Linked DNA regions of Mus musculus: region 2 is linked to region 1. The links are chromatin contacts, called in public HiChIP or PLAC-seq maps. All regions are on one chromosome and are shown on one strand. The core of a region is the stretch at or near the end of the contact, and the rest is flanking DNA. Distances in the headings are between cores, read along the strand shown.

Region 1 (5,978 bases), core at 1,043-3,542:
ATTCTGAGCATAGGGAAGTGTTCTCAGCTCCTGTCAAAGGGAACCCTTTCGTGGTTTGGACTTCCAGCCAGGTCCTGTCTCAGCTTATCTTTGTGTTGTATAGAGTCTTTGAACCAGTGCAGGTGACAAGAGTTCCAGGTTCTCTGAAACACCCCGCTCTAGGCCGAATGTGACTCTCTCAAATGGGCATGCTTATGTGTGGTAGGTATCTGTGTTCATCAAGTGGTTTTGTTTATCACTGAAACTGAAGCCCATTGGCTGGACTATCTGGCAATGAGCCCCAGGGGTCTCTCTGCTTCTGACTCTCCAGTGCTGAGATTACAGACCTAGCCTGCCCCACCTGGCTTTTTACAACAGTGCTGTGGCTCCAAACTCCAGCACTCATGCTTAGTGGGCGAGCCCTTCACCTACTTCCCAGCCCACGTATGCTGAGATCTCAGCCCTGGCATTAGGAAGCAGAGCTTTACCACATGGCTCAACAAACAGTAAGAACACCGGCTGCTCTTGCAGAGGTCCTGAGTTCAAATCCCAGCAACCACATGGTGGCTCACAACCATCTGGAATGGGGTCTGATATCCTCCTCTGGTATTCAGGTGCATACATAAAAATCAAGAGATGTGAGAGGCCATAATGGTGCACCTCATGAATGGGGTTTGTGATTTCTTATGAAAGAGATCTCAGAGAGATGCCTCTTTCCCCAGCACCTGGGTGGTGGTTAGGGTGGGGACACAGTGGGAAAGAACATCATGGAGTCAGGGAGTGGCCTGACTAACCCTAACCCTAACCCTTCCCAACATGGACTCTTCTAGCTCCTTGACCTGGGCCCTTCTCAGCTTCCGAGAAGGAAGCAATACACCACGGATGCTCACAAAGCCCTCCAGCTTACGCCACTCTGGTACAGGAGCCCAAACAGAGCAAGCTCCACCCTCTTCAGGTTTCTTCATATCACCAGCTGTGCCAGGCTGATGCCAAATCAGACTCACTGGCAAACTCCTTATTATAAAGTTTTCAGTCCTATTAAACCAGCAAAGTCCCTTTTGTTCACCGTTTAATATGACATACATCTTCAGGTTCCAGGCACTAGGGCACAGATGGGCACCTTGGTTGGGGGAAAAAGACCCCTTGATGGAGGAAAGCCGTCCCTCTCCCAGCCTCTGCAGGAATGTCCATGACATGGGGGATGAGGCCATGTTGCTGTACCAGAGGGAATGTAAGTAATTTGTCCAGATTTTTACTGTCCCAGAGGAATGAAATAGTTGGTGGTTTCCCAGTGAGAAAACCACTAAGCTGCTGCCCTTGATACACGGTGCTCCACACAGTTAGAACATGGAAAGATTTTCATGACGGCACCTTTCCTTAAAGACACCCCGGGAATCTAGAGCCAGATACTGCTGATCTGAAAGACACTCAGGTGGCCTTTCAGCTTCACAAAGGCTGAGAAGTTCCCACCTTGGGGGCGAGGGGGGGATTGTAGCATCCTCTTCTATTAGTGGTAAGAGTCACTAAAAAGGCCAAACCCACAGAGCACAGTGCGGTCACGGTGCTGCAGAGAGGAAGGGGACAGTCAAGGTGAAGGAAACAGAAGTCTGTGGTTGAAAGCAGTTTCAGTATGACTGACGGCATTTCTCCGGAAAAACTAAGTTGTTGTGCTTCAGTGTAGCCGGACAGTGTCAGAAACCAGATGAGTGTACAGTTAGGGACCCCTGCCACTGGGCATGTGCGTGTGTGTGTGTGTGCATGTGCGTGTGTGTGTATGTGTGTGCGTTCACGTGCACACCGTGTGTGCATGCGTGCTTGCATGCATGTTGGGGAGTAGGTCCTAGTTATCCCCTTTATAAAGCATTCCTGAGTGTAGAGGCTTAAGGCTGCCATGTTTCACTGTCCAGCTCTGTGGGTGACCTAGGCTAGCAGAGTGCTCTATTGGACTTCCAAGGCCCATTGACTGGTAAATGACAGCAGGCCTCCCTGAAGCACCTGTCCCCAGGAGTGAGGTGTGAAACAGGGTGGTGGTCCTTGCAGCTGCCAGGGCCTTTCTCTCAGGTAGATGGACTTTTAAAATGAGAAAGTATCAAGTTTCTATAAAGGTTAAAGACTTCAAACTTTGTAAACCATTGCAGTCTCTACCAGACGCTTCCAACTCCACCCTTGACACACAGAGGTAGCCACTGAGCAAAGAGATGTGGTTATGTTGAAAGAAAACCTATTTACAAAAACAGATAGTGGGCTGGACACAGCTCAGGACTATAATTTGCCTCCCTCACTCTTCTAGGCTGGCTCAGGTTAAGAACAGTCAGCCCACACACCCAGGCCAGGCCCAGATCACTTGTCAGAGTGCAGGTTTGAGTGAGCCACAGAGGTTTGTGATGTAGCTTAGTTGGCAGAATGCTTGCCTGGCAATGCACGAAGCCCAGAGTCCATTCCCTGCACTGCATGTGGCGGTGTATGCCTGTCATTCCAGCAACTGGGAAGTGGACGAAGGAAGGTTAGAAGTTCAGGGGCATTCTTGGGTATGTAACAAATTTGAGGCCAGCCTGGGCTACATAAGGCTTTCTGCTGGTTCAGCCTCCCTGCAAGGCCCTCTGTCCCCAGAGGGTCCAGAACCTTCTATCAATAAACATCACAGCCAGCAGTTTTGTACTAAAGATTCTGACTTCTGATTGGCTGGATCCGGAGTCTGACATCACGGACAGCAACCAATCAGGGTCTTCCTTGTACCTTGTACCCTGTGTCCTGCTTTTCCAGGAAACTAACTAAAATAAGAGTTCTGCTGCTTCTTTAAATTTCCACTCTTTGTCAGTCTATGAAGTCAGCCCACTCTGCATGGCAATAAATGCCGCTCTGTATAGAATTTAGAATCAGAGCACATTGGATGACCGCTGTGTCCGTTATTTGCATCTGCTTCCGGTTTCGGGGCCTCTCTCTCTCTCTCTCAATCTCTCTCTCTCTCTCTCAGAGATTCTGTACCTCGTCGGAAGGTTTCTTAAATGTGTTCTTGGCTTCCTTGTTTCATTCCTACATGGTGGTGGTCAGGATGGTTGCTCTGGGAGCTTACTGCCCTTTAAGGCTCTGTGAGTGGATGATAGAAAGGGACCTTGCAGCTCAGAGAGCAAGCACACCTCTGTCTTTTTTTATTTATTATTATTATTTATTATTTATTATTATTTGTAGGCTTCGATTTTTTTTCAAAACCTACTTTTAATAACAGTTCTAAAATGCTCTAACCTCCCTTTTAGCCCACCACCCACCATAGGTAGTAGAAAAGAAAGGTTATTAGGATACGGGGGAAGTGGACCTGTTTAGAAATAGTCCTTTGGAGCAAATCCAATCTGCATCGTCAGGAAATAATCGGTTCAGTTCACAGGCATCAGGAGTGGCAAGAAGCTGCTAGAGCACCTCCGGAAGGTTTTTTTTTTTTTTTTTTTTTTTTTTCTCTCTCTATAGAGTCACAACATGGAGCTCAGCAACAAAACATAAGGCGAACCAATACACACGTGTCTAGCGAAGGGCTCTTCATCAAGCTCCCTGCCACATGCTTGCTGTAGCAAAACATCCTTTCACCTGTGTCTGTTTCAGCAAAATGTTTCTTCATGTGTCTGCTTCAGCAAACCATCTTTTCGTCTGTGTCTGCTTCAGCAAAAGATCATTTGACATAGCTGGCTTTCCAAAGAAACCAGAAGTTTCCACAATAATAATAATAATAGTAATAATAATAAGTGGTGAAATTTGACCCAAGATGCCTTTTCTCCCTGCACTGATTCCATGGCTGGGCTAAGGCTAGGAGAGCGGTTCTCCAGAATGGGTGGTGATCTCTCCCTGGCTCTCAGGGTCTGTTATAGGAGGGTACATTTTTAGGACATAGGGTACAGAATTTCAATGGGAGAAGAATAACAGGTCTTCAATATAGGAGCTGCCCTTCCCACCTGACCTAGGAACCCTAACCTGCTCCTTTCCCCATCAGACTCAGCCCAGAAGGTGGTCTATTCTTAGGTTCACTTGGACTAAGACAGGGTGGGGCTGGGGGAGACATTGGGTCTGAGTGGTTGTGGAAACAGCTCGGGCTTTTCTGCAGTAGATGTGTTTGAACTCCCAAAGGGGTTGGGAGCCACAGGTTGAGAACCGTGGCTCTATTGACCTTCCTCCCTACATACTCTGTAGATCTGACCCATCCTCTGGTGGTTTGTGCCAGGAACTGCAGTGTGTGCTGGCACTTTCATGTTTCCCAGTGCAGAATTTCTGGTCTAAAACATTGCCAAGTGGCAGGGGCTTTTCTATTAAGTCAGGATATACCGCCAAGGACACTGCACTGACACAGTCTGAGTGGCTTGAGCTAATAGGTGTTTTTTCCCCTGTCACACTGTAAAGCCACAACATTGTTAAGGAGACTTTGTTCACCGGGACAGCCCCTGACTGGGTCACAGTGTTAATGGACCGGCTGCTGATGTGGTGCTGTCATGCTCAGCAGTCAGTGGGATGGAGCACTAAGGAAGACTGCCTTCTGCCTGGAAGCAGTCCGTTAGCCGCATGGCTCAGCCAGTCAGAACAGATTCATAAGTGTAGCCATTGGTGCTCTGTGCTCACTGGTTCAGGAAGGGCTGGTTGGTACAAATGAGATCCTAATGCTCAGATGTCTCGCAGAGACCGGTTGAGCAAAGGTTTGCTCTAAGGAGATGTGCTGTTTGGAGGTGCTGGAATCTTTAGGAAGTAGGACCCAGCAGAAGGTCTCCTTTGGCCACCAATGGAGTGTCCTTGAACGGGATTGTGGGGACTGGCCTCCTCCTCCTCCTCTCCCTCCTCTCCCTCCTCCTCCTCTCCCTCCTCCTCCCCGTCCTCCTCTCCCTCCTCCTCCTCCTCTCTCTCCTCCTCTCCCTCCTTCTCCTCCTTTTCCTTTTCTTCCTCCTCCTCCTCTTTTTCTGTACCTCCTCCTCTTCCTTCTTGTCTCCCACCTCCCTGTTCCTCTCTTCCTCTCTTCACTCTTTAAGCAATGTCTCACCTCAACCCTGTCCACTGGGGTTCCCGATGCACTGCTGAGCCCCTGACACTGCAGTTTGTTGTGCTCCTTTACCTGTCGTTGTCGTGACCTCACCAACATAGATAACACACAACCTGCCCATTTACAGTGTACAACTCTGTAGTTTCTGGTATGTTCAGAGGTTTGTGTAACCACCGTTCCCCTCTGAACATTTTTGTCCCCCTGAGGGAGCTATGCTTCCTTTCTTTTCCATTCTCTGTCCTTCCCAGTCCTGCATAGCCACTAGTGTGGTTCTGGCCCCAGGCTTATTCTGAGAAGTCAATAGACAGACAGATCTGGTAGTGTTGGTCTATGTGCAGCCTCAGGGGTGGGGTTGGTGGGCTGCAGTGCTCTCAGGCTCCGCTGTATGCATTTCAGTGATTCTTCTCATTTCTAAGTATTAGGATGTATGGGTGGATATGCATGGGATGGATGTATCCCGTGGGAATACACCACTGCATGTTGTAAAAGTAAACTGTGATTGTGTTTACTTTTGAGCCATGGTAAATAATTATAGCAACTGTTGTGATGACAAGTAATTCTGCTTTGGTTGTCTGTCAACAGAATCACTGTGGTTGTGAGCTTTTGGTTTTCCTAAACACGTCTATTAGCGGGGATTCTTGGTTAGTAGTGAACTTTACCTTGAACTCGTTGGGGAATGGTCATGTCACCTCTGCCAACACTTGCTACTGCCTGTCTACGTGGAGTAGAGCGAGCCTGTTGGGACTGGGGGGCTTCACTGTGTTTCTTGTTTGTATTCCCCTGGTAACCAGTGATGTTTAGCTCCTGTTCATTTGCTTATTGGTTTTTGAAGTATCTTATTTTGGTCTAGGACTGGTGTACATACCTTTAATCTCAGCACTTGAGAGGCAGAGGTAGCTGATGTCTGTGAGTTCAAGACCAGCCTGGTCTACACAGCAAGTTCCAGGCCATCCAGGGCTACATATTAAGACCTGTCTTTTAAAACAGT
Region 2 (6,319 bases), core at 1,499-3,998, 180 kb before region 1:
TGGCCCTCAGCCTGCACAACCTCCCCACTCTTAGAATCTTCAGTCTAGTTCTGTGCTCAGTACACAGTAGGTGTTCCTTATTCGGTGACCTAGAAATCCATAGGTATGTGTGACCGCATGCGCCTACTGGTACATAAGTATGTGTGTATGGAGGCCAGAGTGCAACCTCCAGGGTTGTTCCTCCGATTTCTATCCATTTTGGTTTTTGAGACGTTTTCTCTCATAGACCTGGAGTTCACATAGTAGGCTAGGTTGACTGGCCAGGGAGTGAGCCCTGGGGATCCTTCCGTCTCTACCTCCCCAACACTGAGGTTATAGTCTCTGCCACCTTTCCCAGACTTTCTCATAGGCTTTGGGGATTAAACTCCAGTTCTTGGACTTGTAAATCAAGGGCTTTATCATCTGAGTCATCTCCCCAGCCATGGGTCGTTTGTGGTGAAATAGAATCAGCTACCTGTTCAGCTTGGCCATGGTGGCCTGTCATGACTAACACACACCACACACACACACACACACACACACACACACACATATACTCTAACTGGATCCACACAGACATGTGATCCACAGTTAAAAAATGTCTCTGAGCTTGGCTGATGTGGAGACTCGTGGGGAGAGTAGCTCACAGATGGTGAACTGTGTAAATGACATACAGTGTATGTTTTAAGGAAGAACTGGGTTTTAAAGAAGAACTGAGATAAGTATGTGGAGGAAAACACAAGCACATGGAGAGGGGAAAAAATACCTCAGAAAAATAGCGTGGAAGCGACTGTGTGGTATTTAAAAACTAGTACCTGTGGCTTGGTGGAGACTTGAAGCCCACAACAGGAAAGGCCAGGGTCTGCATCTTTCTTGGCTGCAGCTCAGTTCCACCTAAGGGCGAGGACCCCATCGGAGTGACTGACTGCACGCCAGCTGCAGCAGGAGGAGGAGCATGCCCTGTACTGTGTGGAGGGATGTGTTTCCAGGTTGGTTGGTTGGTTGGTTGGTTTTTCAAGACAGGATAGCCTTTGTGTAGTAGCCTTGGCTGCCCCGCAAAGAGATTGTATTTTTGATTAGAGGTTGACAAGCTGTCTTTTGGTCTGCAATGTCTCCATCCTTGAAGTGGTGTCTGACGGGGTGTCGTTGTCAGAAAGCACGCTGTCAGTGGCCCTTGGGCTTCATTTGAGTTGGGGAGCTGCTCCCTGTGGTGGTGGCCCAATTGGATGGGCAGAACCTTGTATGACCTTGACATTCTTGGGACTGGGGAAAAGACAGAAAATGCAAGCAGGCTTCGATGAGTGAGAGCAGAGATGGCTTAGCCGTTGAGGTATCTGGCACACACACATGGAGACCTGATCTCCATACCCATTTATTTAAAAGAGGCTGGATATCATGGTTCACAGTTGGCAGTTGAGGAGATGGAGAGATGGAGACAGGAAGGTCCCATGGCTCACTGGCCGGCCAGCCTAGCCTATGAGGCAAATTTTGGGCCATGAGAGAGACTACTCTATGTCAAAAGGCAAGGTGACAGAGCCTAAGGAAGGACACCTCAGAGAGTAATGATGTGTGTGGGCTGTGTGTACCTTTGCTTTATGGAGGCACTATGGGATCCAAAAGCGCCAGGAAAGGATTTATTGTCTTGTGGCAAAGCCTAGAGTAGAACGCTTACTTAGCACTCTCCTGGGTTCCACCCTCAGCGTGCACATGGGTACACACACACATGCACACACTCGCTCACACACACACACACACACACACACACACTCGCGAGCACAAAGTGAAACCCATTTCATATTATAAATATACTCGGAGTGAAAAACAGTTGATGATTCTATTTTTCGGTTCTTATATTTTATTTGAAACTAATTAGTAAGATCGAAAGAAGGTCTTTCCATAATTATATTCTCTGGTTTTGAAGTAATCTTAACTTTCAAGAGAGCTGTGTTTTAAAAAAAAAAAAAGTCCCCTTGAATAGTAACTGTTTTAGTGCAAAAGGACTAAATAACTGAAGTCTATTATGCTGAATTTTAGGACCCCCATAAAGCACTGTGGCTGTCAATCCTGAAAGTCTGGCCGGTAAGCCTGAAAGGCCTTGCATTTTGAATTTTATAAGTGCAAGTACTTCCTATAAGGGTAGCAGCTTAATGGTAAGGCCAGAGGAATTCCCAGGGCAGACTGGGGAGCACCAGGCCCTCAGAGGTGGGACAGCAGGTTAACAGCCAAGTTCTTGTATGCACTTCCTTGGCAGAGCCAAGTTACCTATTGTCATTTTGAAGCAGGGCAGCACTCGTGTTCTGGTCACCATTGTAGGGCTGTCTGTCATTTCCTCCCTGTGATAAATCACCCTGTATGATCCTGCACTTGCCCTTTATCTCTGTTAAACACAGCTTTCCTCTATCTGACCCAGAGCAGAGGAGAGGGCAGGAGGAAGGGAGGGATGGATGGATAGATGGATGGATGGATGGATGGATGGATGGATGGATGGATGGATGGATGCATAGGACTAGACGAAAGGATTGCATGGGTCCAAGTCTGGGTAGGTGGAGGGAGGGTGGGATGAAGGGATGAATGACAGCACTCCTCTCTCTGCTGGACCACATAGTCCAAGGCAAAGAGGTTCTTTGCCACTGAAGTAGAAGGGTTTGTGTATTTACATCTTTTTCCCCCGTTTAAAGAAAAGACCTGAGCTGTTTTGTACCAGTACCCGCTGACTGCTCAGCACAGCACCCCCTTTTACAGCTGCTAGCACACAGCTGCCCAAGGGACTCACTGTGATCTACTTTATTGCAGATAACCCATGAAAGGCTCCTGACAGATTTACCCTGTGCCGGACAACAGAAGGACCCATTGATGGATGAGAGGCTGAAGTCCTTAAGACCTGAAAGAAGACTGGGGAAGTGATTTGTCTCCTCCATCCGGTCTGTAGGACGAGGAGGTCCTTTCTGATGCAGCTGAGAAAAATGCAGACCATCAAAAAGGAGCCCGCACCCCTAGATCCTACCAGCAGCTCAGACAAGATGCTGCTGCTGAACTCTGCCTTAGCTGAGGTGGCCGAGGACCTAGCCTCAGGTGAAGATTTGCTCCTGAACGAAGGGAGCATGGGGAAAAACAAATCCTCGGCGTGTCGGAGAAAACGGGAATTCATTCCGGACGAGAAGAAAGACGCCATGTATTGGGAGAAACGGCGGAAAAACAACGAAGCTGCCAAAAGATCTCGGGAGAAGCGCCGCCTCAATGACCTGGTTTTGGAGAACAAGCTGATCGCCCTGGGAGAAGAAAATGCCACTTTAAAAGCTGAGCTGCTCTCCCTGAAATTAAAGTTTGGTTTAATTAGCTCCACGGCGTATGCCCAAGAAATCCAGAAACTCAGTAATTCCACAGCTGTCTACTTTCAGGACTACCAGACATCCAAGGCTGCCGTGAGCTCTTTTGTGGACGAGCATGAGCCTGCGATGGTAGCCGGAAGTTGCATCTCAGTCATCAAGCACTCTCCCCAGAGCTCGCTCTCCGATGTGTCAGAGGTGTCCTCGGTGGAGCACACTCAGGAAAGCCCCGCACAGGGAGGCTGCCGGAGCCCTGAGAACAAGTTCCCTGTGATCAAGCAGGAGCCCGTGGAGTTGGAGAGCTTTGCCAGGGAGGCCAGGGAGGAGCGGGGCACGTATTCCACCTCCATCTACCAGAGCTACATGGGAAGCTCTTTCTCCACTTACTCCCACTCCCCACCCCTCTTGCAGGTCCATGGGTCCACTAGCAACTCCCCAAGAACCTCAGAGGCCGATGAGGGTGTAGTGGGCAAGTCTTCTGATGGGGAAGACGAACAACAGGTCCCTAAGGGCCCCATCCATTCTCCAGTGGAGCTGCAACGGGTCCACGCCACGGTGGTGAAGGTTCCGGAAGTGAACCCTTCTGCCTTACCGCACAAGCTTCGGATTAAAGCCAAGGCCATGCAGGTCAAAGTGGAGGCTTTGGACAGCGAGTTTGAAGGCATGCAGAAACTCTCTTCACCCGCCGATGCGATCGCCAAAAGACATTTTGACCTGGAGAAACATGGAACCTCGGGTATGGCCCATTCCTCCCTCCCTCCTTTCTCAGTGCAGGTGACGAACATTCAAGATTGGTCCCTCAAATCGGAACACTGGCATCACAAAGAACTGAGCAGCAAAACTCAGAGTAGCTTCAAAACAGGTGTGGTGGAAGTCAAAGACGGTGGCTATAAGGTTTCCGAAGCTGAGAATTTGTATTTGAAGCAGGGAATAGCAAACTTATCTGCAGAGGTGGTCTCGCTCAAGAGATTCATAGCCACACAACCGATCTCGGCTTCGGACTCCAGGTAAATGGCTGCTGACCGAGCTATGCATGGAGGAGGAGGCTGTTGGTACCATACTGAATTTCCACTGGACCTCTAAAGTCATTTCACTGTAGTGTGCACAACGGCGTCTGTCTGGGTGTCCTTGTGTGCACGCGCTGAAGACTTGATGCCCTCACTCTGCCTGGCGTGTAGTCAGATAGCCCCCCACAGAGGCTGTACATACTGAACGTTATTTTTGCTCTATTATAAAGTGTGTATGTTGCCAGTTTCAATAAAGGATTGGTGGCAAGCACAGCTCCGGCTCTGTTCCACTTGATCGGATGGGAAAAGCAAAGGCCACTGGGGTTTCTTAAGGTAGAAGCTGAGGAGATGGATGCCTCAGTTGGGGTAAGGCACCTCCCAAACTACCGGGAGGATCCGGTTTCCCTAGCGTGCATATAAAAAGCCAGGTGTACCAGCACACACACCTGTATCTTCAGAGAAGGGAGACTAGTCGGGGACACAGCATACAGGAAGATCCCTCCGGCTCCAGCCTATCCTTCAAGTCTTCAAGTTCAGTGAAAGGCCTGAATCAAAAAATAAGGTGGAAATTGATTAAGGAAGACACTGGACATCGATTTTTGACCTAACACACACACAAGGTACAAGCAGGCTATCTTAGTTAGGGTTTGTTTTTGGTTTTTTGCAATGAACACCATGACCAATGCAAGTCTTAAAAAGGACATTTAATTGGGGCTGGCTTACAGGTTCATTATCATCAAGACAGGAGCATGGCGGCATCCAGGCAGGCATGGCGCAGGCAGAGCTGAGTGTTCTACATCTTCATCTGAAGGCTGTTAGGAGAATACTGGCTTACAGGCAGCTAGGATGAGGGTCTTAAAGCCCACACCCACAGTGACACACCTACCCCAACAAGGCCACACTTTCAAATAGTCTCACTCTCTGGGCAAACCATCACAACACAGGCATTCTACATTTTACTTACTGTGGAGTAGTTGCTTCCCCAGAATGAGAGAAAACTGATCCCCGCCCACCCACACACGCACCAATAATCATGTTTACAAACCTAACGAGAAGCATAGCAAGGGCCTGGGACACTTGCCCATGGAGCCCAGGGGAGCGAGGCAAGGGTAGAGACGGTGAGCGCCCCTGGACTGGGGGACTGGATTATTTAATTATTCTCCATTAGTGGGGTTTTCTTGGGTCTGAGTTTTCTCTAATGTTCTTTGATGGAGACTCCAAGCGGTTTGGTGTCCGGCCTCTCCTTAGTCACCTCCATTTTAAGTGTGACACATACTGCAGTGTTTGAGTCACTGACCCACTTTACTGGATGAAAGACCAGTTTTAAAAGTAGATTAAAAAAAAAAAAATAGGAGGGAGGACATTTATTTTTGGTTTTGGCCTTTTTTTTTTTCTCTTAACATTACTCTAAAGCTTAACAGCTATAGAATGTAACCATACAGGGACAATGTAAACCAGTTAAATGTCATTAAAGGAATTTCTGAGGCCCTACCAGTTACCACATACAATATCCAGTATATTTAATGACTTGTTAAAAGACTCAGTTGTGGCATAGCTCAAGGTATAGTTCAGTGGCAGAGCATTTGCCTAGCATGTGTGGGGCCCTAGGCTCCATCCCACCACCTCTCAGGAGGGAGAAAAGATCTGTGAATGAGAAATATTCTGAGTTTCCACATCCAGTCCAGCCCAGTGCTTCTAGCCTCTCTATCTTTTGGATATTAGAATTTAAAACACACAGGTATAGAAAGCATAATCCCAGCCAGCTGGAGAGCAGACCACACCTGGTTATTTGTCCAGAATTCTCTGCTGTCCCAAGAAGCAAGTGTCACGAGCCCCATGTGCTCCTAGGTGTGGGTGGTTGGTGTCCTGTGTCTCTCTAGTGGAGTGGGTGGGGTGGTAGACAACATTCCTGGTAGGTCACTCGTTGCCCAAGCTCTGTCTCCATACTGATCTTTCTGTGCTGGGTATGGGGGGAATATTGCACTGATGCAACCTTGCTCTTACCTG

Evidence for each region. HiChIP or PLAC-seq counts read pairs in DNA pulled down with a chosen protein or histone mark.
Region 2: a contact with region 1 is called in an H3K27ac HiChIP or PLAC-seq map of regulatory T cells, with 6 times the contacts expected there. The contact joins two enhancer-like sites. A contact is called at or near these places in 1 of 15 datasets of contacts at CTCF or cohesin (CD8 T cells), 5 of 484 Hi-C or Micro-C datasets (the N1E-115 cell line, Th2 cells, bone marrow-derived macrophages and 2 more), 14 of 115 datasets of contacts at active chromatin or transcription factors (CD8 T cells, T-cell acute lymphoblastic leukemia, bone marrow-derived macrophages and 10 more) and 2 of 9 other capture datasets (adipose tissue and liver).

Annotation. Positions count from the first base shown.
Region 1 is chr13:52,789,360-52,795,337 of GRCm38.p6, reverse strand. No RefSeq gene overlaps it. Among named protein-coding and RNA genes, the nearest start is that of BB123696, 35 kb to the right of the region's middle. Within about 2 kb of position 2,292, at least 71 of the 459 cell types and tissues checked have an H3K27ac peak or open chromatin away from gene starts, as enhancers often do. A contact at or near this core is called in regulatory T cells, where this site is marked.
Region 2 is chr13:52,965,475-52,971,793 of GRCm38.p6, reverse strand. Nfil3 (nuclear factor, interleukin 3, regulated) reads left to right here. Exons shown (of 2, transcript NM_017373.3): 2 at 2,773-4,585. The coding sequence starts at 2,928. The coding sequence ends at 4,316. It overlaps Gm40950 (a long non-coding RNA gene), which reads right to left. Exons shown (of 3, transcript XR_873402.3): 3 at 4,606-4,857. Among named protein-coding and RNA genes, the nearest start is that of Nfil3, 12 kb to the left of the region's middle. Within about 2 kb of position 2,748, at least 8 of the 459 cell types and tissues checked have an H3K27ac peak or open chromatin away from gene starts, as enhancers often do. A contact at or near this core is called in regulatory T cells, where this site is marked.